Linked DNA regions of Mus musculus: regions 1, 2 and 4 are each linked to region 3. The links are chromatin contacts, called in public Micro-C maps. All regions are on one chromosome and are shown on one strand. Each heading gives the region's core, a stretch centred on a gene start, on an enhancer-like site or on the middle of the called end of the contact. The rest is flanking DNA. Distances are from core to core; before and after follow the strand shown.

The links. Hi-C and Micro-C count contacts between places; a contact is called where the count stands out from the background.
Region 1: a Micro-C map of embryonic stem cells shows a contact between it and region 3, with 2.8 times the contacts expected there. The contact joins the promoter of Llgl1 here to the promoter of Kcnj12 in region 3. A contact is called at or near these places in 3 of 484 Hi-C or Micro-C datasets (all in embryonic stem cells), 1 of 115 datasets of contacts at active chromatin or transcription factors (microglia) and 2 of 9 other capture datasets (adipose tissue and liver).
Region 2: a Micro-C map of embryonic stem cells shows a contact between it and region 3, with 3 times the contacts expected there. The contact joins the promoter of B9d1 here to the promoter of Kcnj12 in region 3. A contact is called at or near these places in 1 of 39 promoter capture datasets (embryonic stem cells), 1 of 484 Hi-C or Micro-C datasets (embryonic stem cells), 3 of 115 datasets of contacts at active chromatin or transcription factors (SST interneurons, large pre-B cells and microglia) and 1 of 9 other capture datasets (liver).
Region 4: a contact with region 3 is called in a Micro-C map of embryonic stem cells, with 2.6 times the contacts expected there. The contact joins the promoter of Mfap4 here to the promoter of Kcnj12 in region 3. A contact is called at or near these places in 1 of 484 Hi-C or Micro-C datasets (embryonic stem cells) and 1 of 115 datasets of contacts at active chromatin or transcription factors (large pre-B cells).

What each region holds. Positions count from the first base shown.
Region 1 is chr11:60,695,409-60,702,641 of GRCm38.p6, reverse strand. It overlaps Llgl1 (LLGL1 scribble cell polarity complex component), which reads right to left and starts at 2,942. Exons shown (of 21, transcript NM_001159404.2): 1 at 2,701-2,942. The coding sequence starts at 2,781.
Region 2 is chr11:61,503,059-61,510,124 of GRCm38.p6, reverse strand. It overlaps B9d1 (B9 protein domain 1), which reads right to left and starts at 4,981. Exons shown (of 7, transcript NM_013717.3): 1 at 4,854-4,981; 2 at 3,713-3,781; 3 at 2,386-2,497; 4 at 957-1,053; 5 at 593-655. The coding sequence starts at 4,916. B9d1os (a long non-coding RNA gene) reads left to right here and starts at 5,039. Exons shown (of 1, transcript XR_141098.4): 1 at 5,039-5,740.
Region 3 is chr11:61,018,565-61,026,172 of GRCm38.p6, reverse strand. Kcnj12 (potassium inwardly-rectifying channel, subfamily J, member 12) reads right to left here and starts at 3,609. Exons shown (of 2, transcript NM_001267593.1): 1 at 3,323-3,609.
Region 4 is chr11:61,483,653-61,491,507 of GRCm38.p6, reverse strand. It overlaps Mfap4 (microfibrillar-associated protein 4), which reads right to left and starts at 6,077. Exons shown (of 6, transcript NM_029568.3): 1 at 6,023-6,077; 2 at 5,703-5,787; 3 at 5,316-5,470; 4 at 4,502-4,598; 5 at 4,247-4,429; 6 at 2,803-3,754. The coding sequence starts at 6,028. The coding sequence ends at 3,507. It overlaps Mapk7 (mitogen-activated protein kinase 7), which reads left to right. Exons shown (of 7, transcript NM_011841.2): 4 at 1-900; 5 at 1,004-1,659; 6 at 2,011-2,144; 7 at 2,238-2,696. The coding sequence ends at 2,391.

The DNA of each region.
Region 1 (7,233 bases), core at 1,693-4,192, 320 kb after region 3:
GACCTGAGTATTGTCCATGTCGATGCTGGTGCTACCTACCTGCTTCTCCGCTCTTTGTGAGGCCAGGTCCTTCCCTATACACTAAGTTCCAATACGTACTCCTTCCTTTGGTGTGACTGTGCCTCTTCCCACTGGCCCACCCATGCACAAGTGTGGTTGGGACATGAATACCTTCATGAGGTGTCAAATATGGACTGGTAGCACATGGCTATAATCATAGCATTTGGAACGCTAAGACAGGAGGATCCCAAGATAGAGGACAGCATGGACCACATGATGTGATGACGTCTCAGAAATAAATACATAAATAAAAGAGGCCATCTACATGGAGCTAGCCATCGGGGAGGGAGAGGTGGGGTGGCAGGGTCTACACAAGCAGTCTTGGGCTGATCACAGTACTCCATCCAGCCTGCTTACACTTAGCAGTGACAGCAAGCCATCCAAGAGATCAGGGCCACCAACCAACCGACCAACCACGGCAGTTGGCTCGGGAATTCCCTTTCCCACAGAACTGCCATGCCCTGTCTAGACCTGACTTCCTCTAGTTAGCCCCAGGCTTAGCGTTCCGTGTCCAAGAGACACCAGAACACGACAGCACGGTAAGTCCCCACAGTCCTTAGTGGGCACCACCAGACTCGTTTTATGGAAGAGGCTAGATCCCTATCTAGTGCCTACCCTTTGCACCCCAACTCCAATCAATCCCTGAGCTCTACTGTCTTACTTCTAAGACTCACAAAAGTAACCCTTCCCACACCCTGCTCCAGGCCCACCCAATGCCTGCCTGGACCAGTGCTCAGTCACCGGTGGAAACCAGCCAGCCAGTCCTACCTCCTCTACTTGGGGCCCTCCAGGAGATGCCTTCTGATCCACAGCCAAAGCCTAGGCCTCACCATGTGGTCCTTCTCTGGGCATCCCAGTTCACCTGACTCCCACCCCAAAGCACTTGGCTCTTTGGCTAGGCAGCTGACTAAAGCTTTGGCATCCTCTGCATTCCTTCTGTTCCCCCCCCCGCACCCCCCCCCCCCCGACCACACTGTGCAGGTTACCTGGCACTCCCAAATGACCAGCTCTGAAAGGCCTCCCTAACTGGTCCCGCCTACGTCAGCATCCCAGTCCATATTCCCACACCCTCATCACACCATATTTTATCCACAGCTCTAGCCAACCCTGTGAACTACTATATATTCTGCCCTTCTGTTTTGGCTTTTTTGTCCGCATCCTTTCCCAGGGAATAAACCACCCCTTCAATGAAGAATTGTCCGCCATGCCCTGGTACCAAGGAGGTAGGGATCCAAATTAAACTAGTAGGAGATGCACATCCTACAGGCAATTTGTAATTTGTGGTCTGAGCTGGATTTAAACCCAATACCCACTGGTCACCCTGGACTACAAGTCCAAACTCAAGAATCTGGGGCTCACTATTCTCTAGAGATCTCCTAACACCCCCTGTGGCAATCAAACTCGTTCCCCAAGATGACCTATCTCCTATCATTGCTTCCCACTCAAATCGGGCCTCACCCTCCTCAACTCCTACCCACTGTAGCATCATCAGTCAGGGGAAGCCATGCTTCAGAGACTCATCACAACTGTGGAGGTCCCCACTACACACCCCATTCACTGGCTAAAACCCACTCTCTTCTTGTTTCATGGGGCACACCCTCACGGTGAGCCAAAAAGAGGCTCCCATCTGAGAAGCCTCTCCTGGCAGCTCTTTAGTTATGGTGTCTGTAAAGCCTGGCACCCCCTGATCATTGCTGAGATCGCAACAAGAAAAAACTGAGCCATGGCAGGGTCTCCCCCTGAAAGTGCCTCCTAAGAGAAGTCCAGGGTCCCTAAGTTCTACTCAGGACAGTAGCAGCTGCTTCAAAACTCCTACTCCACTGCTATCACACAGCAAGGCAAGGAAAGATAAGCGGCCCTCTCCCTACTGAACCTCAGTTTTTTTTTTTTTGTTTGTTTGTTTGTTTTTTAACGTGTGTAATGGAAATGAGAAATCGAATCCTCAACAGCAAGATGCACACAGGCTCTGGGATAAAAGTAACATCTAATCAGAGCCCCACCAGTACAGATAAGAGTTAGGCTTGTGGGGCTCTATACTGGTCAGTGCAGACTAGGTGGGAGCTGAGGCCTTTCCCGGGTCTCTTCTGTATCTCGTCTCTCCAACTTTAGTAAGGTCAGGAACTGGCCGGGTCGCAAGGACATCCAGAATCCACAAGGGGGAAACTGGCCTCATTTCATGGCGGGGGAAACTGAGGCACTAAGGTTTGAAATGCAGTTGAGCATACAGACCAGCACATCCCTTGAACTAGGGACCCCAAGGTAGGGCAGAGCCTGGTGAGAAAAGTGGAGGCGCAGGGATTTCCCAGCCCCCCCACCCCCCACTTTTCCCTCTCTCGCCCGCCTAAGAGTTAAAGAAAACAAAACCTGGCCCTGAATGTCCCTCAGCCGAGCCGGGCTACACACCAAAAATGAAAGAAAAGAGGCCAAGAGCGAAAGGCAGATAGGTCGGAGGACCCCACTGAGCCCAAGGGACACCGGGAGAGATATCAGGGGTTCAGAGACCAGGAGCCCGAAAGCGCACGGCACGGCGCGGGGCGCAGCCCGACACCCCAACCAGGCACACCCGAGCAGCGCGGCGCTCGCAGGGCAGAGGCGGCCCGATGTGGCCCGCCTGAGCCGCCGGCGCCCCCGCCGCCGCACCTTGTGGAAGGCGAAGAGCTCCTGCTTAAGCTTCTCGCGCTGCGGGTCGGCGCCCTGCCGCCGGAACCGAAACTTCATCATCTTGCGCCCGCCTCCGCCACCGCCGCGGGATGCGCCCGGCCCCGCCGGTCCTGAGGCGCGGGGCGGGGCCTGCACGGAGGCGCGGGACGCCACGGACGCCCGCCCGACCCACGACGTGAGCGTGCCCGCCGTGCCGTGCCGCCCCTTGCTCGCCAGACAATGGGCGAGGACGGGGCCCCCGGGCTCGCCGGGCTCGCCGGGGGGGGGGGGCAGTCACGCATGCGCAATGGTGCGGGGCCTGCTGGGACTTGTAGTCCGAAGGTGGGTCCCAACCGTGGGAAGCTGGGCTGTGGTTTGCTAAAGGTTGTTTTCCACTCACGACTGAGCTAACAACATTCTAATAATTCCAGGGACAATTCTCTAGCCCCTCCCGGTCCCACTTCCCCCATCTTTGCCGTTGTTATCTAGTTTGTGTGGCCAGTTTTCACGGATCACTACTTTGCCTATTCCTCCGGTGTGTATTCCACACCACGCTTTTTGTCTCAACTATTATCGAAGAACCCCTCTCTAGGAGCCCGCGATGGTTGTGCATAACTTTAATTCTGGCAATCAGGTGGCAAGCAGAGGCAGGCAGATCTCTCTGAGTTCCAGGCCAGTCAAAAGCTACATTGTAAAACTATGTCTCAAAAAAAAAAAAGAAAATCTCAATTCCTTGAGAGTTATTATTCATGACCCAACACAAAGAACTTCGGTTTGCACCGGCTCAGAAGATCCTTGAGAGGGACGCGAGGCAAAGAAAAGGGGCGGAGGGCTGCAGGAGGTGGCAGGCACGTAGGGCTGAACAGGAGCGGGCTGGATACAGCTTCTCCCCTTGTTTCCCCCATCCCTACAGGGAACTCCGAGAACAAAGCTGCGCCCCGCCCCCGCTTTCTTCCTGTCCCACCCACCTCCCGAGACTTTTCTCTTCTGGACAATGGCCTCTAGGCTGAACCTTTTCCTGCTAGCTGAGGGACTCAGTGTTGGGAGAGATCCCAGGAGTTTAAGCGGGCCAAGCCCCTGTCCTCCCATCTTTGTCAAGAGAGGAGGCGTTGACCCTTAACCCTCAGGCAGCTGCACTGCAGCAACAGGGACCTAGCTACCTCCAAACTGCCCACGACCAGCGTTGCTCAACCCGCCCTGGGAGTTGGGGCTCAGGACTCACAGCTCTTTCCCGAGCTGTAGCTAAAGTGGTTGGCTAGACAGCAAAGGGCCCCTCCTGATCTCAACACGCTTAATGATTTTAAGAGCTCACTGAGAGAGGCACAGATACCACACAATTTTAAAGTGATATCACCCCAGATGCACAGAGGAAGAAACAGTGGCAGCCAACACAGACCAAGATCAGCCCCACACAAGTCATGATCAGAAGCAACTCAGAGGCCTAGGCTACAGTCCTTGTGCTACCCCATGTTGGATTTCAACCTTGCAAATGCTCAGGACATGCTCTACCTCAGCACCAGCTTTCTCTACCCTCATCTCTGCAGTAAAAGTTTATTAGGTTACCCAAGTAACCAATCCCCAGAAATTTTACACTGCAGTCACAAAAACAAAACAAACAAACAAAAAACCCCAAACACCAGACAACAAAACAGCAACAAATAACTTCTGTTGTTTGATAGCCAATAAGAATGACTTTTACCGGGCAGTGGTGGCATACGCCTTTAATCCCAGCACTTGGGAGGCAGAAGCAGGCAGATTTCTGAGTTCGAGGTCAGCCTGGCCTCCAGAGTGAGTTCCAGGACAGCCAAGGCTACACAGAGAAACCCTGTCTCAAAAAACAAAACAACAACAAAAAAGAATGACTTTTAAGGGGCTAGAGAGATGGCTCAGTGGTTAAGAGCACTGACTGCTCTTCCAGAGGTCTTGAGTTCAGATCCCAGCAACCACATGGTGGCTCATGAGATCAGATGTCCTCTTTTGGTGTGCCTGAAGACACAGTGTACTTATATATAATAAATAAATAGATCTTTGCGGGGAAGTGGTGGCACACGCCTTTAAAAAAAAAGAAAAAGAAAAGGAATGACTTTTAAGGCTGGAGAGATGGCTCAGCAGTAAGGAACACAGGAATACAGGATGCTCTTTGAGGTCCTGAGATCAATTGCAAGTAACCATTTGGCTGCTCAAAACCATCTATGTCTATAATGTGATCTGATGCCCTCTTCTGGCATGTAAGTGAAAATGCAGGTGGAGCACTCATACATTAAATAAATATATCTTTTATATCTTTTTTTTTTTTTTTTTTTTTGAGACAGGGTTCCTCTGTGTATAGCCCTGGCTGTCCTGGAACTCACTTTGTAGACCAGGATGGCCTTGAACTCAGAAATCTGCCTGCCTCTGCCTCCCAAGTGCTGGGATTAAAGGAGTGCTCCATCATCACCCAGCAAATGAATATTTAAAAACAAAACAAAAAAAGCCGTGCTGGAGAGATGGATCAGAGAATAAAGGCACTGGCTGTTCTTCCAGAGGTCCTGAGTTCAATTCCCAGAATACACACAGTGGCTCAGAACCATCTGTAATGGGATCTAATACCCTCTTCTGGTGTTTGAAGACAGTGACGGTGTACTCATATACATAAAAATGAATAGAGAAATGTAAAAAATAAAAATAAAAAATGATGGGCTGGAGAGATGGTTCAAAGGTTAAGAGCACTGACTGCTCTTCCAGAGGATCGGAGTTTAATTCCCAGCATCCACATGGTGGCTCACAACCATCTACCAAAAGCAGATAGAGCACTCACTAAATACATATAAAATAAAAAAAATTTAAAAATACATAAAAAGTAAGGTTGATTTTTGTTTGTTTGTTTGTTTCATTTTTTTGAGACAGGGTTTCTCTGTGTAGCCGTGGCTGTTCTGGAACTCACTTTGTAAACCAGGCTGGCCTGGAACTCAGAAATCCACCTGCCTCTGTCTCCCAAGTGCTGGGATTAAAGGCATGTGCCACCACTGCCCGACTGCATTTTTTTTCTCAATGAAATTTCTTCCTTTCAGAGAACTTTTGTGTTCAGTTGACATAAAATTAGCCAGTACAATCCCAATTTTTAAAAATAGATTTTGAGTTTTGGTGTCTTATTGTTTGTTTCTCTGGTGGCAGGGTTTCTCTGTGTAGCCCTGGCTGCTCTGGCTGGAACTCATTCTGTAGAACAGACGGGGCTAATTTACCTAAATGCTGGCCAATTTTAACTTTAGTAAGTTTTTTGTTTTTGTTTTTGTTTTTGTTTTTTTTAATGTTCTTGGATATGCAGTGGTGGCACACGCCTTTAATCCCAGTTCTTGGGAGGCTGAGGCAGGTAGATTTCTGAGTTCAAGGCCAGCCTGGTCTACAAAGTGAGTTCCAGGACAGCGAGGGCTACACAGAGAAACCCTGTCTCAGAAAAAAAAAATATATATATATATATCTTGGGCTGAAGAGATGGCTCAGAGGTTAAGAAAACTGCTTTTCCAGAGGTCCTGCTTTCAAGTACCAGCAACCATATGGTGGCTCACAACCATCTGTAATGACATCAGGTGCCCTCTTCTGGCCCACAGGATACATGCAGGTAGAACACTATCCATAATAAATAACTAAATCTTTTTTTTTTTTTTAAATGTCCCCCTATCCTCACTCTTTCTTTCTGATGTATGGGTGCATTGTTCTACACCTGCATGCTAGAAGAGGGCATCAGACAGATGCCCTTATAGATGGTCATAAGCCACCATGTTGTTTGTAGTGGCTATTCCTGGTTGTCAACTTGACTGTATCTGGAATGAACTACAATCCAGAATTGGAAGGCTCCCCAGTGATTCAAATCTGGAGGCTGGGAGAGAGAAGTTTCTGACCCGGATCTTGGTATGGAGATCTTGAGGCAGAGTGGCTATGAATTCCAGAAGATTAAGACAGTGAGAGCTCCGAGTTCAAGGTCATCTGGGATTAAAGGTGTGGTGGCACACACCTATAAGCTGGGCTACACCTTCTGCTGGAGGCCATATAAGGATATTGGAAAAAAGAAGGCTCACTCTCTCTCTCACTCTTCTTCGCCTGCTTGCCTTGTTGGACTGAGCAACTGCTAGATCCTTGGACTTCCATTCACAGCTGCGGCTGATCATTCTTGGGAGTTGGACTGCAGACTGTAAGTTATCAACAACTTCTTTTACTATATAGAGGCTAAGCCATAAGTTCTGTGACTCTAGAGAACCCTGACTAATACCTGGTTGCTGGGAATTGAACTCAGTACCTCTCTGGAAGAGCAGCCAGTGCTATTGACCATTAAGCCAGCTAGGCAGCCCCTCTTTAGTGGATTTTTAAATCTGAGAAGCCTATGTTCATTGCCTTCATATTCTGACTAGAAACACAAACATAACCAGCTGCCCAGGCTCTGACTTCCTCGTCTTCCCCATCACAATGGGCTGTGCCTTGATTTGTGAGCTAGAAAGCACTTTCTTTAAATTGAATACATTTCTATAAAAGGTAAGAAAAAGATGTGGTAAGTGCCTT
Region 2 (7,066 bases), core at 3,732-6,231, 480 kb before region 3:
GGGAACCCAGTGGCCCTTCATTTTCTTCTCATCCTTGTCAACCAACAGGGGAGCAGAGGTAGCATGCAGTAGAGCGGGGCTAGCAGCCCTTCTAACTCCTACTTGGATGTGGCAAAGGGTATGCCTTTCCTCCAAGACATCCCAAGGTGTCTGTCCTGTTGTGTAGGACCTTCCTACTGTCTTGTCCTGGCCACTGGCTGCTCCTAACTCTAAGTCTTCCTCAGGGCCTGCAAAGAGATCACTGGGCCCTACGTGTGAACATGGTTCTTAGATTCCTCATGACGGCTGCTCTTGTCCCTGGGGGGGCAAATGCATGAAGGCCTCATAATCTAGTGTCACTGTGACTATCTTAAGGCATTTGCCTCATGCTGCTTTCCATGTGGCAAAGATTGGCAGGGCACAGAAGAAAGCCTTACAGCCTCAAGCTACCAGAAAGTGGCCAAAGAAGTACAAGGACTAAGCAGTGGCGCCTGCCTGCATTCCTGTTTCCATCTGTCTCTAGGCACAGCAACCCAAAGACCTGTGAGGTTTCCAGGTCTCAAGAGAGTGGAAGGTGCTGCCCTATTCGATCAAGAGCAAGCAGAACACCTACCTTGTGAACTTCTGTAGTGTAGATGTAGACTCTGGCACAAACATGGGGATGGTCCTTTTGTGCCTGAAACAAATGTTTTCATAGAGAGATGTGCTGAGGAATAGATCAAGGTATGTGGCTTTACACAGGACTTTCTTCTTTTTACACTCACTACCTCCAGCAGTACACATCACCTACCTATGTGGGTCTTTTCCAAGGTGCAGGACTATACCCAGGCCACCCAGGCTCCTTAACATAACTTGCCCAAGTCAGAGGAAGGAGCAGTGGTCAGAGAGCCTGAGTTTAAAGCTGCTGTTCTCAAGGTTTGCCTGCTCAGTCAGGGGCACACTGCAGGCCAGCGGCCAGGGCAAAAGTGGGCACCTACCGTCCTGGAGAGAGGGGCACATGCACTGCTCCATAGCCTCGGACGACATCATTCCCAAACACATCCGGCCCATAGACACTGAGTACAATCTGTGGCCCTTGGGAAGGACAAGGTTGGTATTTAGGAAAACCAGGGAAGGGAAGTAGTAAATGGTGTGCCTAGCTCAATTCTGGAACAGATGCTCAAGAGAATGATGGCCAAAGCCCTGGGGACCTTGTCCATACCCAGGGCTTCTGTTCCCCCGCCACTTTCTGTATCGCTGCTGGTGCCCTGGGAGTGTTCTCCATACCTCAGCTCACAGCTAGGAAGACAGAGCCAGAACATTTAGTAGACACAGGAAGTCCTGTGGAGGCCCTCTTCGAACCCTGAGCCCTGCTTTCTTACTCACTGATTGATGCGTGTGGTTTTCACCAACTGTGATACCCTGTGGGAAATCATGGCTTTCCAGGTATTTTTTCCTTAACATATTGACGTTTCCAAATGCTTCCTTTTCATATCCAGTCAGGCCTTCTAAGGTGTCTGCCCTCTCTATGTAGCAGACAGATCTACTACTATCTGCTACTCTAAATGACAGGTAAGGCCTGGAAGTTGGCTCTGTAATTACTGTTGAACGGCCTCAGACAAGTCCAACCTTTTCTCTCATGACCTTTCTTGTGTCTAAAAGCCTTGGAATAGTACCAACCACAGGGGGTGCTCAGTAAAGGATGAAGAAATCTGTGCCTTCCACACTATTACTCTGCCACCAAAGGTAACCTGGGAGTTACTCAGATAGATAGTTCCTGTATAGTGGCTTGTTCATTCTCGGTGCCAAATATCTGACCACCACCGTATACTGCAGTTAACTGTGATTGTGGGCACATGAGCTGTTCCTTTGAGAACTGTTGCAGTAAGTCTCAGATCAGTCACTCACGGGCTCTTGTCACACTGTGTGCTCTTCTCTGTTGGGTATGTGCTTAGAAAGACTCAGGCAGGCAGGTACAGTACTACAGTACACTCAGTGTTCTCTGAACTGCCTTGAGACTACAGGCTTGCTAACCTTGGCAGATCAACCTTAGCCTGCCCTGGTTGATCTCCATTGTTCTGCTTGCTTTGCAAGGACGCAGATTAGAAACCGAGGGGCTATAGGGGAAAGCTTCACCCAGAACACGAGCAGAAGGCTCAGAAGTGGGCCCTGAGCAACTAGTACAGGATGAGCCGATACTGGAGCTGACTGGAGCACTACAATGGGAAGCTGGACAACTTGGGGTCAGGCCACGTGGCTGCAGCATTGCAGGCTCCATGTGCAAACTGCACTTAACAAAAAAGGCAGATGTTGAGTGCATCAAAAGCTGGGGCACAAACTCAGACACTGGCAGGGCAGCCTAAAGAAGGAGAGTGGTGGCAGATGCGGCAGAAGATCTCCCCCTTCCAGCATGGCCCACAGACTCACAGCCATAGGGGTTGGTACTTTTAAAGGTCACATCGATGGGGAAGTTCCACACCAGTGCTTGCCGTACATCTTGGCTCTTAGATGCTATCTGTGAGATCCCCTCCTCCAGACCCTGAATAGACATAGATATAGAGATAGCTGGTTTGAGTTCCAGGAACCCATGACCTTTCTGTCTAAGTAGGCAAGTTGGGGAGGTCACTTAAGTTCTATGTTGCTTCTTTCCACTCTCCCTTTAAATATTTATCCACAATGCCTTGGTCTAGATTCTTCCCTCCCAGTTAGTCATACACTCTAGCTCCTGATCCACTCCCTCTTCATTCCACCCATCTTTGGCTAACAGACCAGAATGTATCCAACTTAGTGTCTCCTTAACAAGAACAGATGTCTCTACAAGATGGGGGCTTCTGTCAGACATTGGTCACTCCCAGAGGACTCAAATAGTCATGAAGTTACAGATGGTTGTGAGCCACAATGTGGGTGCTGAGAATCAAACTGGGGCCCTCTGCAAAAGTACCCATTCTAACTGTTCAGTCATTTCTCCAGCCCCAAAGGCAGCTTACAACATCCTATAATTACAGCTCTAGGGGATCTGACCTGTGGCCTCAATAGCCACTTGCATTCATACCCATACACAGATATATACACACACATAATTTAAAATGGAATTAATCTCTAATATATATTGAAAGCATTAGAAAAACCAAAAAATATTAACATGTCCGTGATACAAATGAAGAAACTTGGGCTCAAAGAAGTCGGGCTTTAATTTTATTTTTTCCATTTGTTTGGTATTATATATGTAGCCCAGCTTGACCTTGAATTCCTAGAGATGCTCCTGCCTCAGCCTTCTGTGCTGGATTACAGGCATATGCTATCCTGTTTGGCTTCCACTTTTTAAACTATTGTATAGTATCATAGTGGTCTGCACTGCAGCCGCTTCCTGTGGTAAAAAGACTCCTTAAAACCTTAAGAAGAGATCCTTCATTTTGTCCTGGCTCCTGGTTGTTTTCTGCTGCCTGAGAAGGGGCCATGTTTTGTTTTCAGGTGGGGGTATTGGCTGATGCTGTCCAAAGCCACTGGCAGGTGGTTCTCCAGAGCCTGCCTGGTTAGGCTGCTACTTGTCCCTCTCAGCTGCCACTAACAGACTCCAGGGGTACACCAGCGAACCCAGTAGTGACTGTATTCTATAAACTAGCTTTCCCCCAAAAACAAATGCAATGTTTAGGTCATCTCTGACCTTAGTGTCTACCTCTTGGTCTCGAATAGAAGGGTATGATTCAGGAATCACCAAAGCTCTAACCAGAGGAGGCCCATGAGTCCAACTTACCGCTGTTGGGGCCCAGTCCTGGCCATACACAAAGCAGTACTTGCAGTAGAGGTCATCATACTCTGGAAACTGAGAGAAAAAGTATACAGGATTCTGTCTAGAAAGGGCAAACTGGGCCCACACATTAGCTAGGCAGATGCAGTGGACAGGAATTAGGAACACGAGGCATCTGGGACTGAGGAGGTGGACATGGGTTTCAGGGCGGGCAGGGAATGGAAATCAGGAAGTCAGGCTTAGTCCCAGACTGCCAATACCCGTAGGTTATTTTGCTCAGGGTCTACTTTCTGTCTTGTCTTTCTCAGTCCACATGTGGTAGGCCCCTTGCCCATCTTTCAGAGTTCCCCTTCAGTCTCTAGCTGGCTTAAGGATCATTGCTTGGCTCCCTTCACTTCTCTGCATTTCTGCATGTGGGTACCTAATGTCTATCTGATAACCCTGTTAGACTGAAGAAGGAACAGGTTTCATGCCTCAGCGCATCTCCAGTGCTGGGCACAAATTAGCTCTACAGAAATGATGCTCACGTGAAACCCAGAAGCTACAGGGCCAAAGAACATGGCTAAAACTGAGGGTCCCGGAGAAAGGAAGGCCCAGGGCAGACGCCAAGGAAGGTGTCCAGAGTAAGCAGCCCAGACATCCTCTAATCGGATAGAGGAAAACAGGGAGGACGCAGTACCAATGAATGGGAAGGCAGGAACACCTACTGAGCTTCAGACTTGGCAGAACCTAAAGCATGTCAGCCAAACCTCAGAATATGTAGGAATAATGGGCATTTTCAACAAGCAGCCCAGAAGAATAATGTAGCAAAGTTCTGTCTCTTAGACGGACCGGGTCAAATCCCACCTTGGCCACTGCCTTCCGGTAAGTTCCCAGCTGTTAAATGGATCAGCTGAGTCTTCAGTCCCATTAGTCCTAGGCCACCACTCAACCAAGTAAACAGGATCCAAGTGGTACCAGCTGAACGCCTCGAGGTCTGTTTTCACTCAAGCTTGTCCGGTTCATCTACCTGGAGCCAAGGTTCTCAAATGCTGCTTCTCCTTTCCATTTATTTGAGATGCTCAGAGCATCTTGGCTTTCTAGGAGCTGAGCGAAGAGCCCGGGGAGAGAAACAGGCCGTCCCCGGGCGGAGTCCACGACTGCTTACCTGTGCGCTCTCTACCTGCCCGGTGATCATGAGCAGGAAGACGCTGGGACTTGCTGCAGCCATTGCACTGATGGGCCGGGAGACCGGCGCAGGCCGCGCGCTGTTGCCAGGAGGCTCTCGGTTGTCTTGGAAACAGACGGTAAGTCGTCTAGGACAAATTTCTCAAGCGGTGACGAGTTCGCTCAAAGGTAAGAGTGCGCAGGCGCAGTAGTCTTTATGGCTTTGGGCACTGTCCTCCGTGTCTGTCGCGCGGAACCTAACCCCCAGGGGCGGGTCCACGGACCCGCACTGTGTGACTTCACTCGTCTGGCCATGCTTGAAGCTCGCAGGCTGCAAAGCTGGATGTTGAGAAGAAGCAGCACCGGCACTCAGGCCCGCGGAAAGTCACGTGCTAGAGTTACCTCTCTCCAGGTGGTGTCGCTGTTGCCACACACAGCGACGGCAAAGACGCCATCGTTGGAAGGCTTGGTGCGCGGGAGTGGTCCAGCGGGCATCACCCAGCACATTGTCTCAGGTGAAGAATGCGCCCTTCAGCCCTATGAGGCTCTTGTCATCGAAACCCGGAGACTCCATTTGTCCAAGTCCCGCGTCCTGCATGAGAAGCTGGAGCCCACGGAACCAGTCACCCAATTTTGGAAAATCACTGGTAGCTCAGGGATGTCAGAGCTTGGTCCCAAGCCACCAGCATCCTTTTCGGTAGACACCATTGTTAGTGCTTGGATTCAACTGCACTTACTCTATCACTGTCCAATTCAAGGTGGCTTAATGCGAGCTTCTTGCCTTTAGATCCCCAGCTCGACTCTAGGGGCATTGAATGCCTGGTCCTCATTGCCCGGCCAGTGCAAAATATTTGGGAACTACTTCTTTAATAAATAAAATTGAACACATCTCAGTTTTCTGGAGGGCGTGACTGAAATCCAGACCTGGAAGGTAATTTAGCCATATTCGTTACAGGAATTTAGCTGCAGAATCAGACTTCACTTTCAGAGCTTATAAGGAAACATCAAAGAGCACATTAATGATGAGGGAGCCTGGAAACAAACGGATGCAGATGTGTATACTTTAGGGAGCTCAGCCTGCAGTAATGACACCAGGTCACGCTAACTGTTAGCTTGGAAGTCAGTTGGCGGGATTCCCAAAGCCACCTATGGGGAAGAGGAAAGGCATGTGGTCACAGCGTTCTAGGTGGGCCGAGGTGCAAGCATGTAAGAAATTCTTTTAGCTTAGAGCCAAGAGTCATACAAGCAGAGGCTCTAGGCCCCTCTCTCCTAGCCGGTGGCTGCCACTTGCTGTTCTTTACTGAAAGCGTTGGAAAGATACAGGCTACTGAAAGGAAGCCTTCTCAATCCCCAAATTACTCATTAGATAAGGCTTTTCTGTCCTAAACCAACAGGATGAGACATTTAGGAAGAGGTCTGTGCTGGCTAGTTTTTTTGTCAATTTGGCACAAGCCATAGTTATCTGAGAGGAGGGAACCAAGATTGAGAAAGCCTCCATGTGATTGGGCTTGTAAGCCTGTTGAACATTTTCTTAATTAGTGATTGGTGGAGAAGGGCCAGGCCCACTGTGGATGGTGCTACCCTAGGCTGGTGATCCTGAGTTCTATGAGAAAACAAACCTGGGGATGATTTCAGTCACTGGTACCTGTACTCTCTCAGGCCTTTTCTGTCCTGTAGGAGAATGTTCCCATCTAGTTACTAAAGGCATCCATAGCAGGAGATACCGTATGCTCCTGGTTTGGGCATATGAGTGAAGCCATAAGTCTTCATCAAGGAACCCTCATTTTATAAAATGTTTCATTCTCCTTATCACTGCAGAGGTAAGATAATGAAAAGCATCCCCAGGCTCTCACCCAGCAGCTGTAGAGTGCTCGAGGACCCTGGTAGATGTTCTGGTGAGTTTTATGTCAATTTGACAAAAGCTAGGGTCATCAGAGAGACAGGAGTCTCAGTTAAGAAAATGCCTCCTGGGGGCTGGTGAGATGGCTCAGTGGGTAAGAGCACCTGACTGCTCTTCCGAAGGTCTGAAGTTCAAATCCCAGCAACCACATGGTGGCTCACAACCACCCATAATGAGATCTGATGCCCTCTTCTGGTGTGTCTGAAGACAGCTACAGTGTACTTACATGTAATAAATAAATAAATAAATAAATAAAAGTGTGTGTGCACCACCAATATCTGGCTGATATTGTTTAAAAAAAAAAAAGAAAAAAG
Region 3 (7,608 bases), core at 2,360-4,859:
GCCAAGCCTACAATACCCCTTATAGGCGTGTTTAAAGGCTCTCTTCCCCTTCTCCATCCTGGGTGTCCCAGGGCTTCCAGGCTTCAGTCCCAGCAACTGAAGGAGCACCTATGTGTTTCTTGCCCCACCAACCTCTCAAACACCCCCATTTGCAACTCAAACCAAATCTTCCCTACACAGTGAAACTGACTTACGGTTCCTTACTGTTTCTGTATGCGGGACACTCCAGAGCTCACACCCACTACAGCTCTGGCCACATCACAAGACGGCTGCCACTGAAGCCGCAGGGAACATTTATGGAACACTAACCTCATGCCAGGCTTCATCAGGTCCCAAAGAAGTAACTTCCTGGGAGATAGGGAGGCAGGCAGGCCCTAGGGCTTAGTGGAAACTTCCCCGAGGGTAGATAACTGCCCTCAGTAAATGTGTCTGTGAGCAACGGAAAGGTGCAGCCTGTCCCTGGGAGGGCCCTAGGCTCTGGGTCAGAAGCACACAGGCTACCACAGAAGCTCCAACACCTCCTGGCCTCTGTTCCCATCCATATAGTGGAGAGAATACGAGCCTCTGCACTGGCAGGCCATTAACAAATTAAATTAGCTGGCCCAGCTCTGGGCCCTCAACTCCTTCCTGGGGCCAGTACCTCTGGAAAAGCCCCTTTGTCACCACAGCTCCTCTGAAGCATCAGCAGCCATGCCTGAACCCAGTCCCAGACAGCTCTCTTCGTTCTTGCTTTATCTACCGTTTTTCCCTGCTGTCTGCCCCCTTACCCTCTGCTCCCCAGCAACCCTCCGGAGACGTAGGCTTAGCTTCCCCCTCCTGCTGCCCATGAGCTGCCCCCTTGTCTGCCTCTCGTCAGTGTCAGTCCCTGGCAGGACTCCAATGACAGTCCACAGGGAGGGGTAACTGTGCCCATGTTTCACTCACAGCACAGCCCTGGACACAGCCCAGCCACCAGGCCCAGCTGCATCTGTTGCAGGAAGGGTCTTGCCCAGAGCAGGAGTTAGGATCAGGGAATTGAGACCGACTATTGAGCAAAGCTCACAGTATACTAGCAGACCCTGCCCGGGGGCTGGCAAGGACCACAGAGATGGCTGAGACTGATGACGCAGTCACTTCCACAATAGCTTTGTGCCAAAGCCTTTGGGTGCCATGACTGGTCATACCAACTATGGCTCCAGGCACCGGAGGCCTGGCTGAGCCAGAGGAAACTGTCTGCCGGCTGTACTAGCCCCAGTGTCGCAGAGCCTAGAGGTGCCACTGTGGCCAGTGTTGTTACTGTTATTGCTGCCATGTTAGTTCACTGCTAGAGAGCCACTCAGTACTGCCCAGTCCTGCCTAGGGCAGAGCAGAGAGAAACACAGGAGTCTGCATAAAAAGCCTTCTGATTCGGGGAAAATGAGGCAAACCTTCTGTTTTGACCTAACATGTTGCATGGCTCTGGAAGCACCTGCCGCGGATACCTCTCCCAACACAGCACAGCCTCCTAAACCTCCCTCCACTAGACACACATCTACAGGGGACCTTGCCTAGAGAGCTCAGTGATAGAGGACAAATCCATCACGCCATTGTGCCCACCCAACCCAAGACAGATGGGAACAATTAGGGCTTGAAGTACACAAATGTCAGTCCTGTGTGAACACTGTATTTACAAGGCACTTTCTGTCCGCATATAGCAGTATCTCAATGGAGAAGATGGTCCAGCAGCACCAGCTCTACCTACCTTGTCCCTAAGGATGTCTGAGCCTCCCCCACCCCCCATCCCCGTTCCCACAATGCTGAGGCTGGTCTGGTGGGCCATATGCCCACAGCCATGCATTTATTCTCACGAGTGGCTCAGCCTATCCAGGGTCACCTGCTATGACAAAGACCCTTGTGTCTCCTGACCAATTGGAGGGACCCCTTGAACACAACTGATGATTTCAGAAGAACTGAGAAGTCTCTTTGGGGTTCCCCTACAGACCCTAAAGGGATGCAGAGGAAGGAATATTCAAGGAGAAGCCTGGTACTCAGATCCGCCTCCCCTCCCTGGCCCTCTCCTGTTCATGGGCAGATTTTGGTAAAGGGGTCCCAAATCAGGCACCTGGTGCAGTGCCAGGCTGGAGTGAGTCTAGTCAGGTGGGACAGCAGCCAGGGCGGGCTTTTGCTTATCTCTCAAAGAGTGTGTAAAGGCTGGGAGCCTAAGCCTTGTGGGTTTCCACCTTGGAGGAGGCGGCAGCTGATTTCTGTGAGCATGTGGGCACCTAGGCAATCCAGAGAGCTGAAGCCTCTAACCAGTGCTCAGGAGGTGGATGCCAAGGCCAGGAAGTCCCTAGATCATTACTGCCAGCTTTGGGCTTGGGTACAGGTAGTAAGGAAGAAACTAGAAAGGACCAAAGACAGTATCACACTCTGGGAATGGCCAGAGGGGCAGCCCCAATCCCACCAGGTCTATCAGTAGGGCGGCAGAACCTCCTAGAACTGGAGGCCTTCACCAAAGGACAATTTCTTGTGAGCTCTAAGGTAGTCATAGGACATGTGCACAAATTAAGGCAGGTACGGGTGTCCGGGTGTTGGGTGTCTAGGGCCTCAGCTCTCCCGCTCTCCCCCAAAGCTCTTCATAGGCTCGCCACCCCAGCTGCCTCTTCCAAAGGGTGCAGTTCCCCCACAGGACACCAGAATAGACTTGTGCGTCTAGGAGAGACTCTGCACTGAGCCCCTTTTGGGGTTTCTCAAGACCAAATTTAAGAAGCAAAAGGTGCCCTGGACTTGCAGGCTAGATGGATGGTTAAGAACCACCTCCAGACTATTTTGACTCCATTACAGCACAGGCGACGGGAAAGAAATGTCTCCAAAGATCCCAGGTCTTAGCCGGGAGCATTCTCAGGTCGCTAGCCAAACCTGTGCACTCACTCTGTACCCCATCTTGATCACAGGTCTCTCGGGTAAGGTCACGCCTAGGACCTATGCCGCGCGCAAAAGTGGCTCCGCCCGCTGCTTTACGAGCCCCCTCAATCCAGCCGGCCGAGGGGAATCAAGAGCTCCTCAAAGTTTCCGAGAGCCGCCCCTCCCGCCCCCGCAACACATATATACACCCCTGGAAAGACGTTAGCCCGGAGCAAAGTTCCCTGGTGGCTGTAGCCCGAAACATGGCAGGGGAAGAAAAGCTCTCTGTCAGCATTTCATCTGGTGGTTCACCACGGGAAAGGAGAAAAAGGAACGGAGGGAGCTCTTCTGCCTCACCTTCCCTGTTGCTGCACCACCCCTCGTTCACCCGGGGCGGGAAGCTGTCTGCGGGGAACTGGGGCCGAGCGGGTGGGCCGTGCGCCCGCGGCCGCGCTCTTACCTCGGTCAGTGGCCGGGGCGCGGCGCGTCCCGCGTCCTCCAAGCTCCGCGCGGCCGTTCCCGGTCCCGGCCGCCGCTGCGCTGGCTGCATTGCCACCGTTGCCGCCGCCGCCTCAGCGCAGCCCCTGGGAGCGCTCCACGCCGAGGGGCGCGTCGCTCCCGGGCGCTGGGTGCCACCAGCCAGCCATAGGTCGGGGGCGCACGCCCAGACGGCGCCCCCAGCCACTCGGCGCTCGCTCCGGGCTCGCCGCTGGCTTCTGTCGCTCAGTCCCGCGACAAGAAGCGCCGACCCACCCCCTCCCCCGCCGCAGTTATCTGATCCCGGGCAGGGCCGGGCGCGCTCCCCTGAGCCGGGTGTGGGTGTCCTGCACCTCCCAACGGGCTTCGATCGTACAGGGCACCCTCCCCCGGCGACCGTTCTCAGGGAGGCGGTGGCAGCGCAGTCGCGGCGTGGCCGGGGGAAGACGGGGAACGAGGAATGGAGGGCGAGGAGGCGGCGGGAGGCAGAAGCTCTGCGCGCACCCAGCTCCGCGCCCCGCTGCCACAGTAGCCCTTCTCGGTAACTCCTCCAACTCTCCGCCAAAAGCACGCCCGCCCTGCGCCGCGGCGCCGCTGATCCCGCCCACCACCGCCCTGGCCTGGCCCGGTGGCCCCTCTTGGCCCCAGCTGCCCCCCACACGCACCAGCCACTTGCGCACTGGAGCGCGCGCGCGCGAACACATACGCGCGCACGCGCGTGGCACACACACACCCATACACACACATCTTCCTGGGGACACGCGCACACACAGGTGCATGGCGAGCATATAATAAATACTCAGACTACAGGCAGGCAAGGGAATCTGGACGGGCTGCACACAGCAGGATAGCAAGCTCAGGCGACACCTGCACGAGATGCATGTGATGAGGAGCGCGGTGGCTAAGGTGCACAGGTGCAGTCATAGTCACATATGCACATACGGGGTGGGATCAGTCAACACATCCACACAGGCTCGCTTCTGAGCTCACGCGTTCTTTCCCCTTACACACCAAAGCACAGGGTTACAGGCACACCCCATCCTCTTTAAACACCATATCGCTTCTTCCCATCATGTGTTGTATTTAGCTTTCATCTCTTGCTTTTTCTGTGCTCCTCCTTCTGGCCTTTCTGCTGATTTGATTCCATGTGACTCCCCTCCCCTTGCCCACTCTTGTCTGGAAGGCACCCCTGGTACTCTCCTCTCCCAGTCTCCTGGAGCCTATTGTCTGGGCCTCGCCTCCTGCAGAGCCTGGACCTTTCAGCCTAGCAGACAGATCAGCCTAGCTGGCCTCAGGGAAATCCCATTTTATCATAGAGCTGACCCCCAGCTCAACCCTAACACTGAAGAACCAGGTCAAGAAGGCTGGTCTGCAGGCAGAACACAAGCTTCACAAAACTCCCCAGCCCCCTGGTCTCCAGCCTCTCTGTAATGTGAAATATAATTATGCATTTGAATAGCAGAGACACTCGATGCAGGATCCTAGCCAAGAAGCGCAGCTTTCTGGCCACCCAGATGCCCAGGCTCTGGAAGCTTCTTCAGCGCTCTGCAAAACCCACCATCCCACCTCCAGGAGCCGACTCCTCATCCAGACCCCAGAGTCCCCAGAAAACTCTCCCACTTTGGGTTATGCTTACCCTAACTCAACTGAGCAACCCTGAGCGCCAGGTACAACAGCACTGGGTCTCTGGATTCCCTGTGATCACATGGACATCATGAGGTTCCCTGAGTTATGGCACTGGGGTGAGGGTTAAAAGAGATGAGCGCATGTACAGTTCTTAGCTGAGGAAGGGGCTGAGTCAAACGGCTGGTGGGTCTTGGGTGTTCAAGCAATCTGTGCTGGCCTCTGTGCCAAGGACTTAGCTAGAGTTACTCTGCTGCCATTACGATCCTCTGGGAGGCCATATGATCTATGGACCCACTTTACAGATAAAGACATTGAGGCTCATCAAGGAATAGTTGCTTATCTAGTTTCACAGTGGTAGGGAGAGGTGTCTCAGAACCAAGTGTGTCCTTCAGATGGCCATGCCTTCCTGTCTAGTCACTGTTAGGGGCTGCAATAGAGAGAAAACGGGTAACCCCAGGGACTCTATTCCCAGGTCCCCAGGCCCCCAGGCCTGCCTTGGACAGGCACATGATGTCCTGATGTCTACCTTCTCCTGAATGAACAAGGAGAAAAATGGCTCAGATGTCCCTGGTCCACTCTACCCAGCCCTGGTGTCCAGAACACAGAAGCCAAAGGCAGGAGTAAGGAAAAAATCCCCCCCCCACAGTCTCTACCCTCTCTGGGAGAGCAAATTCAGGTTGCATTCGGGGGCCTCCACCAGACATCCTAAAGAGCTCACAGCATGCTGGTAGACAAGAAAACGGACAAAACATTACAGGGCTCCACTAGGTCTAGGATCTTAGGCTGATCCTATAATGAGTTCAAGGGTGGAGCATACATCCGCATATACAGCCACACTCGGCTGCTTTTCTGAGCAAGGATCTCAGAGGCCTGCGTAAAGCCAGGGTAGGGTTTTTCCCCCTACCCTTTCATCAGCCACATTTCACAGATAGAACCAGCATCTTGTCCAAGGTCACCTAACAAAAAAGACCCACCAGAGAAACCACCCCAACTCCCATAAGCACTCAAGAGCTCTGCACTCTAGACTTCCCATCCCACCCTCCAGCTTACAAGCAGGGACCAGCTTCATTTCTTAACCAAAATCTCATCTCTTTTTGGGACATCGTGAGTCTTCTACCAGGCTCATGGTCATAACCTTCCTATGGAGAGCAAACCCATGCTCAAGATACAGTGACAGAGGTCAGAGGACAGCCATACAGGAGACTCTCTCTAAGCAGGGCTCCAGGTGTGGACAGGGTGGGTCATACCATCCCTATCTCAGGAAAAGACATCCTGCCTCCCTCCAGAGCTGAGGGAGGGAATTTTCTAGAATGTGCCCAGCCTCAACACAACTGCTCCCAGCATAGGACCCAAGGACACACTTCTCACTGAAGTCCCACATCCTTCTCTGCAAAGCATGGGTGGCCACAAGGACAGAAAAGCAATTCCTGCCTTGCACGGCACAGAGATAAGTTGTCCTGTGCATGCATGCATACATCCCCAGGGGCCTGTGTGGCTGTCCCTCAATCTGAGAGAATCCTCCTGGACAAGGCTATAACTGGGACCCTGTCCATCCTCTCAGCCGAACGCCTGTGCCTGTGTGCCCTTAGAGTCTCAGGCTGGGGCAGCCAGAGGAAGCCATCAGCTTATTTGGAAACCCTTCCTTGACATAAGGACAGCAAGAACAGCAAAGCCATCCAGAGAAATGCCTGAAGGCTTCGGGATGCTGTCTCCTGAGAAGCAGTCTGAAGCGACGGCCTCTCTGCCCAGCAGCTGGCCACCTTTCTGACAACCAATTCCTATGGAAACCAAGAGGTCCTTCCTCAGTGTCTTTGTTGGCCTGGCAGCACCTGACGCTCCTTAAGAACACCTTCTCCAAGGATAGGATTTCTTCTGCCTCGCCTAGATGTTGGCCTAGCCTCTGCCCTCCACTTGTTCCATTCTCCCTTCCAGGAATACTGGCTGCCACCAGCCCAACCCTGTCCAGGCAGGAGTGTTGCTTCCCCCACAGCTTTTCCTTCAGGACATCTCAGGATACCCCAGGGAAAGACCACTCCTAGGCCATCCCTACCTCCCCTTTCTTGCTTTGCCTTTCCCCCCAGGAGTCTGGCATCTTGGTCACCTCCCTGATTGTCACACCAATTCCATGAGACCAGAGACAGGTCCTTGTGTGCAGACCAGGGCAGGCACCATGGGCATGAGGGTTCGTCTCCAGAACAAGCGTGATGAGGACGGTGGAGAATTCCTCCCAGGAACAGTTCTTCTGTTCAGCTCAGTGCTCATGGACACATTTAAATCATCTGCATGGTCATGGGACTGTGTGTGTGTGTGTGTGTGCGCGTGACCATCTGGGAAACAAGCCTAGCCTCCTACTCCAGTGCTCATCCTGCCCCTGATCAATACCCCATCTAAGGAGTCAGAAAGAACGGTGCCCATGGGCATCAGGATAAGCATTTGTGGTAGGAACCATGGGCGGGAAGTCAAGAGACACAAGGGGGCATTCTGCCTGAGCCCTGTCCACAGTCTAGGCAATCAGTCAAGTGGAAAGAAACCTGTCACTCAGGCTGTGAGCCACAGAGTAGAGCCCAGGCCCAAGAGCTGTGCCCTTAAACTGGCCTCTCTCTTCAGCACCATTTGTCCCAAGATATACACTGCTGACAAGGA
Region 4 (7,855 bases), core at 4,828-7,327, 460 kb before region 3:
ACTGTGAGCTCAAGATCGGTGACTTTGGAATGGCCCGTGGCCTCTGTACTTCCCCTGCCGAGCACCAGTACTTCATGACTGAGTATGTGGCTACTCGCTGGTACCGTGCCCCGGAGCTCATGCTTTCCCTGCACGAGTATACGCAGGCAATCGACCTCTGGTCTGTGGGCTGCATCTTTGGTGAGATGCTGGCTCGGCGCCAGCTCTTCCCAGGCAAAAACTACGTGCACCAGTTACAGCTGATCATGATGGTGTTGGGAACTCCGTCACCAGCTGTGATTCAGGCTGTGGGGGCTGAAAGGGTGCGAGCCTATATCCAGAGCCTGCCACCAAGGCAACCTGTGCCTTGGGAGACAGTATACCCAGGTGCTGACCGCCAGGCCCTCTCCCTGCTGGGACGCATGTTGCGATTTGAACCCAGTGCCCGAATCTCAGCTGCTGCTGCCCTTCGCCACCCCTTCCTGGCTAAGTACCATGACCCTGATGATGAGCCTGATTGCGCCCCACCTTTTGACTTTGCTTTTGACCGTGAAGCCCTTACCAGGGAGCGCATTAAGGAGGCCATTGTGGCTGAGATTGAGGACTTCCATGCACGACGGGAGGGCATCCGCCAACAAATCCGCTTCCAGCCTTCTCTGCAGCCTGTGGCTAGTGAGCCTGTGTGTCCAGATGTTGAGATGCCCAGTCCCTGGGCTCCAAGTGGAGACTGTGCCATGGAGTCGCCTCCTCCAGCACTGCCACCATGCTCTGATCCTGCACCTGACACCGTTGATCTGACTCTGCAGCCTGCCCCGCCGGCCAGTGAGCTTGCTCCACCAAAAAGAGAGGGTGCCATCTCCGACAATACCAAAGCAGCCCTCAAAGCTGCCCTGCTCAAGTCCCTAAGGAGCAGGCTCAGAGGTGGTGTGTGGGCCCAGCAGCTGAGTGGGTAGTGGAGTGGTAGACAGGGATTCTGGGACAGATCTGTAAGCCATTACCTTTCCCTTGTCCAACTTTTCTGCAGATGGGCCCAGTGCACCCTTGGAGGCGCCTGAGCCTCGAAAGCCCGTGACAGCTCAGGAACGCCAGCGAGAACGAGAAGAGAAGCGCAGGAGGCGACAAGAGAGAGCCAAGGAGCGGGAGAAGCGACGACAAGAGAGAGAACGCAAGGAGAGGGGGGCTGGTACCTTGGGGGGCCCCTCTACTGACCCTCTGGCTGGACTGGTGCTCAGTGACAATGACCGAAGCCTGCTAGAGCGGTGGACTCGCATGGCTAGGCCTCCTGCCCCTGCCCCTGCCCCAGCGCCAGCACCAGCGCCAGCACCGTCCTCTGCCCAGCCCACTAGTACTCCTACTGGCCCCGTATCTCAGTCTACTGGTCCTCTACAGCCTGCAGGCTCTATTCCGGGTCCTGCCTCCCAGCCTGTTTGCCCACCCCCTGGCCCTGTTCCCCAGCCTGCTGGCCCTATCCCTGCTCCGCTCCAGACTGCCCCTTCCACTAGCCTTTTGGCCTCCCAGTCACTTGTGCCACCTAGTGGGTTGCCTGGTTCTGGTGCCCCAGAAGTTCTGCCTTACTTCCCATCTGGCCCACCACCTCCAGATCCTGGGCTCACCCCTCAGCCTTCTACATCAGAGTCACCTGATGTCAACCTGGTGACTCAGCAGCTGTCCAAGTCTCAGGTGAGAAGAGGAAAGCCTGGGATATCTTCATCTGGTCTTGGAAGGTGGGTTGGTTAGTTGTCCACGTTGGATGAGAGGAAGCAGCAGAGGGAGGCTTCCCTCCTTGAGCCTGCCCCTTTGCTCATAGAGGGAACATAGAAGGCCAGTGGAGAGCCTGTTGGAAGGTAGGCGCTGCTTGGAAAATGTCTGCCTTAGAGTCAGCCTTATCTGCACCAGTGCTTGGTGATGTCAAGGCAGTGTTCATGCTCTGGGATATCTGGGTAGAGTCGTCAGGAATAGCAGGGTATGCTCTACTGACCTCATTTTGTCCTTCCTGGCACCTGTGTTATAACCTGTGATTGTCCCCTGCAGGTGGAGGACCCCCTGCCTCCTGTGTTCTCTGGCACTCCAAAGGGCAGTGGGGCTGGCTACGGAGTTGGCTTTGATCTGGAGGAATTCTTAAATCAATCTTTTGATATGGGTGTGGCTGATGGGCCACAGGATGGGTAAGATGGCTGGCCTGAGCTTTAGTGGGGGTCTGAATGGCTGCTCTGCCAGCCCAGGCTGAGAAAACCCATCCCTCTTTCTTTTCCTTACAGCCAGGCAGACTCAGCCTCACTCTCAGCCTCTCTCCTTGCTGACTGGCTTGAGGGCCATGGCATGAACCCTGCTGACATTGAGTCTCTGCAGCGTGAGATCCAGATGGACTCCCCAATGCTGCTGTCTGACCTGCCTGACCTCCAAGAGCCCTGAAACCCACAGCTTGTGCCTTGCTGCCAGGATAGACCCAGCATCAAGGTCCAGGGGTGCGATCCAAAGGGCTGCACCCTGGGCCTGGCAGGTGAGGCTTGGCTTGAGTTACTCTGCAGGTTCATCTCAGACCCACCTTTCAGCCTTAAGCAGCCACCTGAGCCACCACCGAGCCATAACAGGACCAGGAGACTCTACTCCTCCCTGAGCAGTCTTCTCCAGTATTGTATTTTTTATTATTGTTGTAATATGCATTTGTTTTGCCATCAAAATGAGGCCTGTGAAATACAAGGTTTTCTTTAACCTGACTCTGCGTCATTTTTGGGGTTGGGGTAAACACACCAACAATGGTACAGTGAGGAAGAGCCAGGTGCTCATATTTGGAGCCAAGTAAATGTCTGTCCACAAAGCCAGTCCATCAGATCCTGAAGTTTATTGAGACCTCTGCTACCCACCCACTTCCAGCCCCACATATTGATCCCTGCTGCCTCTCATGACGATCGCTAGGGCAAGTAGGGGACCAAGTCAACAAGCCTATCTTTGCCATGACGACTTCAGAGTTGAGCAGTAGCCGTGGTGAGTATTGTTTTGGTGGTGAATTTTGAGGGATGAGTGAAGGCAGATGGGATTGGGCTCCATGATGCTCACGTAGGGAGTAAAGTGATGAGGCCAAGGTAGGAAGTATTCTGAGGAGAGCTATGTGAGTGCTGGGGTGTGGCAGTGTGCAAGAGCTGATTGGCAATGCCACAGGTGCTGCATGACTCTGTCGAGGGTAGCCCCAAACAGAAGGCTCTGCAGTAAGGAAACTGCTGAGGTGGGGTGCAAAAGCTGGCAGCTAGAAGGTAGCTTCTGGCTTTCAGCTGTCGTGAAGGGGTAGAAGCAACTTGGAGTTTTTAATGGATTTCAGCCAGATCCAGGCTAGGATGGCTCAGCCACAGAAAGGCCTGGAGGGCTGCTGACAGCCTAGCCTCAGGTGGAATGCATCAGGGCGTGGCTGTATGTGGGACAGGGATTTGCCAGGGCATGGCTGGTGCTCAGGAATTGTGGGTAAAGCGTGGAGGGAGAACATGGACCCTTGGGACTTCAGGGGAAAGATGGGGCCTGCTTGGGCCAGCCCCTCAGGCCCGACGAATTTTCATCTCCGTGCGCTTGAGGGAGTAATAGAAGCCTTTCCATTGGGCCCAATTGATGCCATTGGCATAGGAGAGATGGGAACCACCCAGGTAGAAACCGTTGAGATTGGCGAAATGGCAGCTTCGGAACCAGAAGGCTCCTGAGGAGAGGGCTGCACAGTTCTGCACGAAGAGGTCCTGGTCCCGATCAAAGGTGGAGAACTTCTGGCCACTGTGGTAGGACAGTGAGTCACCTGGCAAGAGGGAGGAAGACTAGAAAAACTGAGGCCAGGAGCTGAGAGGATGACAGCACTTGATGAATGACTCTTGGGATGACATGATGTGGCATCCTATCGGATGGGGGGCACCCTCCCTGAGCCACAAAGAGAACAGCTGTTCTTCTGCAGAGCTGCCTGGAGCAGGGCCACTTGGAGCAGGGCCAGGGTGGCTGTTCCCTGGGGCTGAGGTTCCTGTAGCTGAAGTTGGTCTGTGGAGAGCTATGACTCTTCTACACCCAGAAGGGTTGAGGGAGGGGCCTTAGGAACCAATGGAGCAGGGCCAATCCTACGTTACTGACCCCAATCCCTACTGACCCCACTCCCTACTGACCCCACCCCCTCCCCCACCACTGCCCCTGAAGAAGTTGAGAGAGGTACCCGCCCCACCCCCTACTGATCCTACCCCTTACTGACTCCCCCTACCCCCCCCCCCCCCGCCACTGCCCCTGAAGAAGCTGAGAGGGGTACCTGCCCCGCCATCCTCGAAGCCAGCCACGTAGAGGGTATAGCCATCCTCCTCAGCACTGATGGCGTTGGGGGAGATGGAGAAGTCAATGTACTTGGCATAGGCTGTGTTGTTCTCAAAGTCTTCCAAGTCCACGCGCAGCTCATACTTCTGCTTCAGTGTCAGGAGGTGCAGGTTCTGCAGCCCTAGGGACGGGTGGCAGCCGGTCAGCAGAGACTTGGCTGAGGGGCAGCCCCCACCCCATGGCCCCACCTTACCCAGCCAGTACTCCCCGTCAGCACGGCCAAAGCCCAGCTTGTAGTCGCTCCAGCCCCGGAAGAAACTCACTGAGCCGTTGAATCTTTTCTGGAAAACCTGGAAACAAGTGGACAAGGGGCTGGATGATGGAGGTCCAGTACCCTAGGGTGACTCTTAGCCATTTTGTTAGGGAACTGCTAAAACAGAACACACTCTCTGGCTCCAGGCCTCTCATTGAACATCTGCTGCTGAGAAGGGGGTATCTACCAGGCCCCTTGTCTGCTGAGAGACAGGAAGGGGAAAAGATTAAGAGGGAGCTGGGACCTGTAGACATAGCTTAGTGGCAAAGCACCCACTTAGCTTAGAGGCCCTGGGTTCCATCCCAGCACTGCATGATAAAACCAGCAGGAGGGCCGGGCGTGGTGGCCCACGCCTTTAATCCCAGCAATCGGGAGGCAGAGGCAGGCAGATTTCTGAATTCAAGGCCAGCCTGGTCTATAAAGTGAGTTCCAGGAGAAACCCTGTCTAGAAAACAACAACAACAACAAAAAAACCCAAAACCCATCAGGAGGATCTAGAATACTTGGCTGTGAGTTCATTACTGTGCCCGCCAAGGCTATTAATGCTACTTACCTGGGCTCGCAGTTCCTCATTTAGACAAGGCACCAACCTACCGCTGTGAGGACAGCATGCATTAGCTTCCTCAGGCAAGTAAGTGCTAGCAGCCCTGGATCCAGTCCCCATGAAGATGAAAAATCCACTTCACAGAGATGACAGCCGGGATCGCGCAGCTGCCTGAACCCCATCTGGCCTGAGGCCCCTTTGCCTACTCACCGTCCACTTGCCGCCCTCAGTTGTCATGTCGCAGAAGACGGGCACCGGCACACTGGGGCCATAGGGGTAGATGAGATACACGCCGTCTTCCTGATAGCCCTGGGCGTAGATATCATCACAGTCCAGGGGTTGCTGAAGACAGGACTTCTCCAGAGCTGCGAGTGGCAGTGTGGGGACCGTGAGGAGAAAGACTAAGGCATAAGGACACCCCCCTCCATATCCCAGTTTTGCTCCAGGCCTAAGGGACTCTATCAGGAGAAATCTGGAGATTTCTCTAGGGGGATACCTGCCACTTTGTAGAGGAGGAAGCAGTCCTGCAGAGCCTCACTTAGAATGGCCTCATCCAGCCTGCTGACCAGGCCGTGTCTGTGAATGGGGGCTGCTTACCATCTCCCCGGATCCCAGAGGCTTGCGGGGCGCAGGGGGGAGGCATGGAGAGCAGCATCAGCATCAGTGGCAGGGCTGGGAGGGCCTGGGGATGGGAAATGGGGTGAGTGTAGCCCCCAACATGGGCCAGACGCCTCCCACCTCCCAGGGCTCTCCCTGCCTGAACTCTGCCCTCTGTCTTTTTTACCCCCTCTCAACTTTCAGAGGAAGGCCCAATATCCCCAGAACTTAAGTTTCAAGAGAACTCCACTGAGCTTCGCTGTTCCCTATCTGGCAAGTGGCTTGTCTCCACAAATGGTCTTGATCCTCCAGGCCAGTACCTTCATGGTGTCAGCTCAGTTGAGAGAGGCTGGCTGTCTGGGGCCCCAGACTGCAGCCGCCCACAGTTATGTGTTGGGTCTGAGCCCACAGACCCAGCTCCGCCCCTGGAACTGCAGAATGCCCCCCACCCCCACCCCAACAACCGGCCCCCGGCATCAGCTTACACTGTCAGGGGCCAGAGGACCACCTGGGTCTCATTAGGCCTGTCAGAGAAGCACTGTGAACCAGACATTAACTCCTTACCAGCCGCAACTGTACCCTGGACCCCACTCTGCCTCCTGCCCTGCTGGACTTGTGGGTCCTTTGGCAACCCCCGCTGGCCTCTGCTCACCCCTCTGTTTCCTGACAGGCCCTCTGCAGATGTCTGCTTTCCTAACTAGTCTGCTCAAGAGGTGTCCCTGGGACTGAGACAGGGGTCTTCACTTGGCAATGGGAAGGCTAGGGGAGACGGTCCCAAAGCTCCCTATGAGGGAGCTGCCTGGCCTGGGAGGAGACAGGGCCAGCAGGGGCCCGAAGTCTCCTGGCAAGCTTGGGACATTTCTGAGCCATGAGCAGAAAGATACAGGCGGCCAGCAGCTCTGTCTGCCTCGACTGGAGCCAGGGCCCTCTCCAACTCCTTCCCAGCCCCCTCCCCTGCTGGGTGTCTGTACCCCCCACTCTTTCCCCTCCTACAGTTCCCTGGACCATCTGGGGTGCTTTTGTTTCTCCTCGCTCGGCCCCTCCTCCCTTCTAAGCCCATCTGCTCTCACCGCCGCCCGCCCGCCCGGCTGAGCCTCTCGAGCCCTCTCTCCTCCATCCTGGCTGAGCCCAATGCTGCTTTCCTTGTCCACCTTAAGCCTGGTTTCGGTGTGCCTCCCGCCACCCTGGCCACCCAGTCTCTTCTGATTTTGCTCTCTCCTCCTCCTCCCATTCTCTGTCGGCTGCAAGAGTGTCCCAGGTGCCTGATCTGTGTTCCCCTGTTTAAGCCTCCGGTGGCTCTCCATTCCTTCACGGCTGAGGCCAACATTTCCGACTGGGACTTGAAAGGAATTACCAGTCTGGCTCGACCTCCCTTCAAGCCCGTGCTCCTCGTGACTCCCTACACTTTGTCTGGCTACCCAGACTCCTGGCCAGCAGGCCCCTGGGCCTTTGCCTGGGCTGTTCCTCGTGGCGCCCACCGGCCTTTCCTTTTGTCTCTGAGTGCTAGTGGGTAGTGCTCATTGCCTCCCAGTTCTGCACACTCAGCACCCATCATAAAGCGTATGGATTCACCAAAGACAGATTTTTGTTTTTTTTTTTTGAGCACCTACTATGTGTTACACAATATGTTTGCTGCTGGGGATGCAGAATCAGCCCCTGGAGTGGCCTACGTGTTTTGGACAAAGAACCAAAAATGCCTTGAAGGGACACAAATGTAACAGGTGAGCATGTGAGAGATCCAGAGCAAAGAGATGGCTTAGATCCTTTCTCTCCATCCCTGGAAAAGGAGAAAAGACCCACGAAGAACCCCATTGGGCCTCCTTGACAGTGCCCACACCAACTTGTCCAAGCTGACCTGGAACTCACTCTGTAGACCAGGCTGGCCTCGAACTTAGAAATCCGCCTGCCTCTGCCTCCCAAGTGCTGGGGTTAAAGATGTGTTCCACCACACCCGGCCCAAAGGAGAAATCTTAACCTAATTAAATTCAATGTGAATTTGAGCAATTATAAACAAAGCAACACAAAACAAAAGTGATTTGCAAATTGGGCGGTCCAAGGCGAATTCAGACAACTCCCAGTAATAATAGGATCTGACAGCACTGAGAGGGAACGAGCGTGTGCAGAGACCGCTTAATTGGTTACAGCTTAGTTCC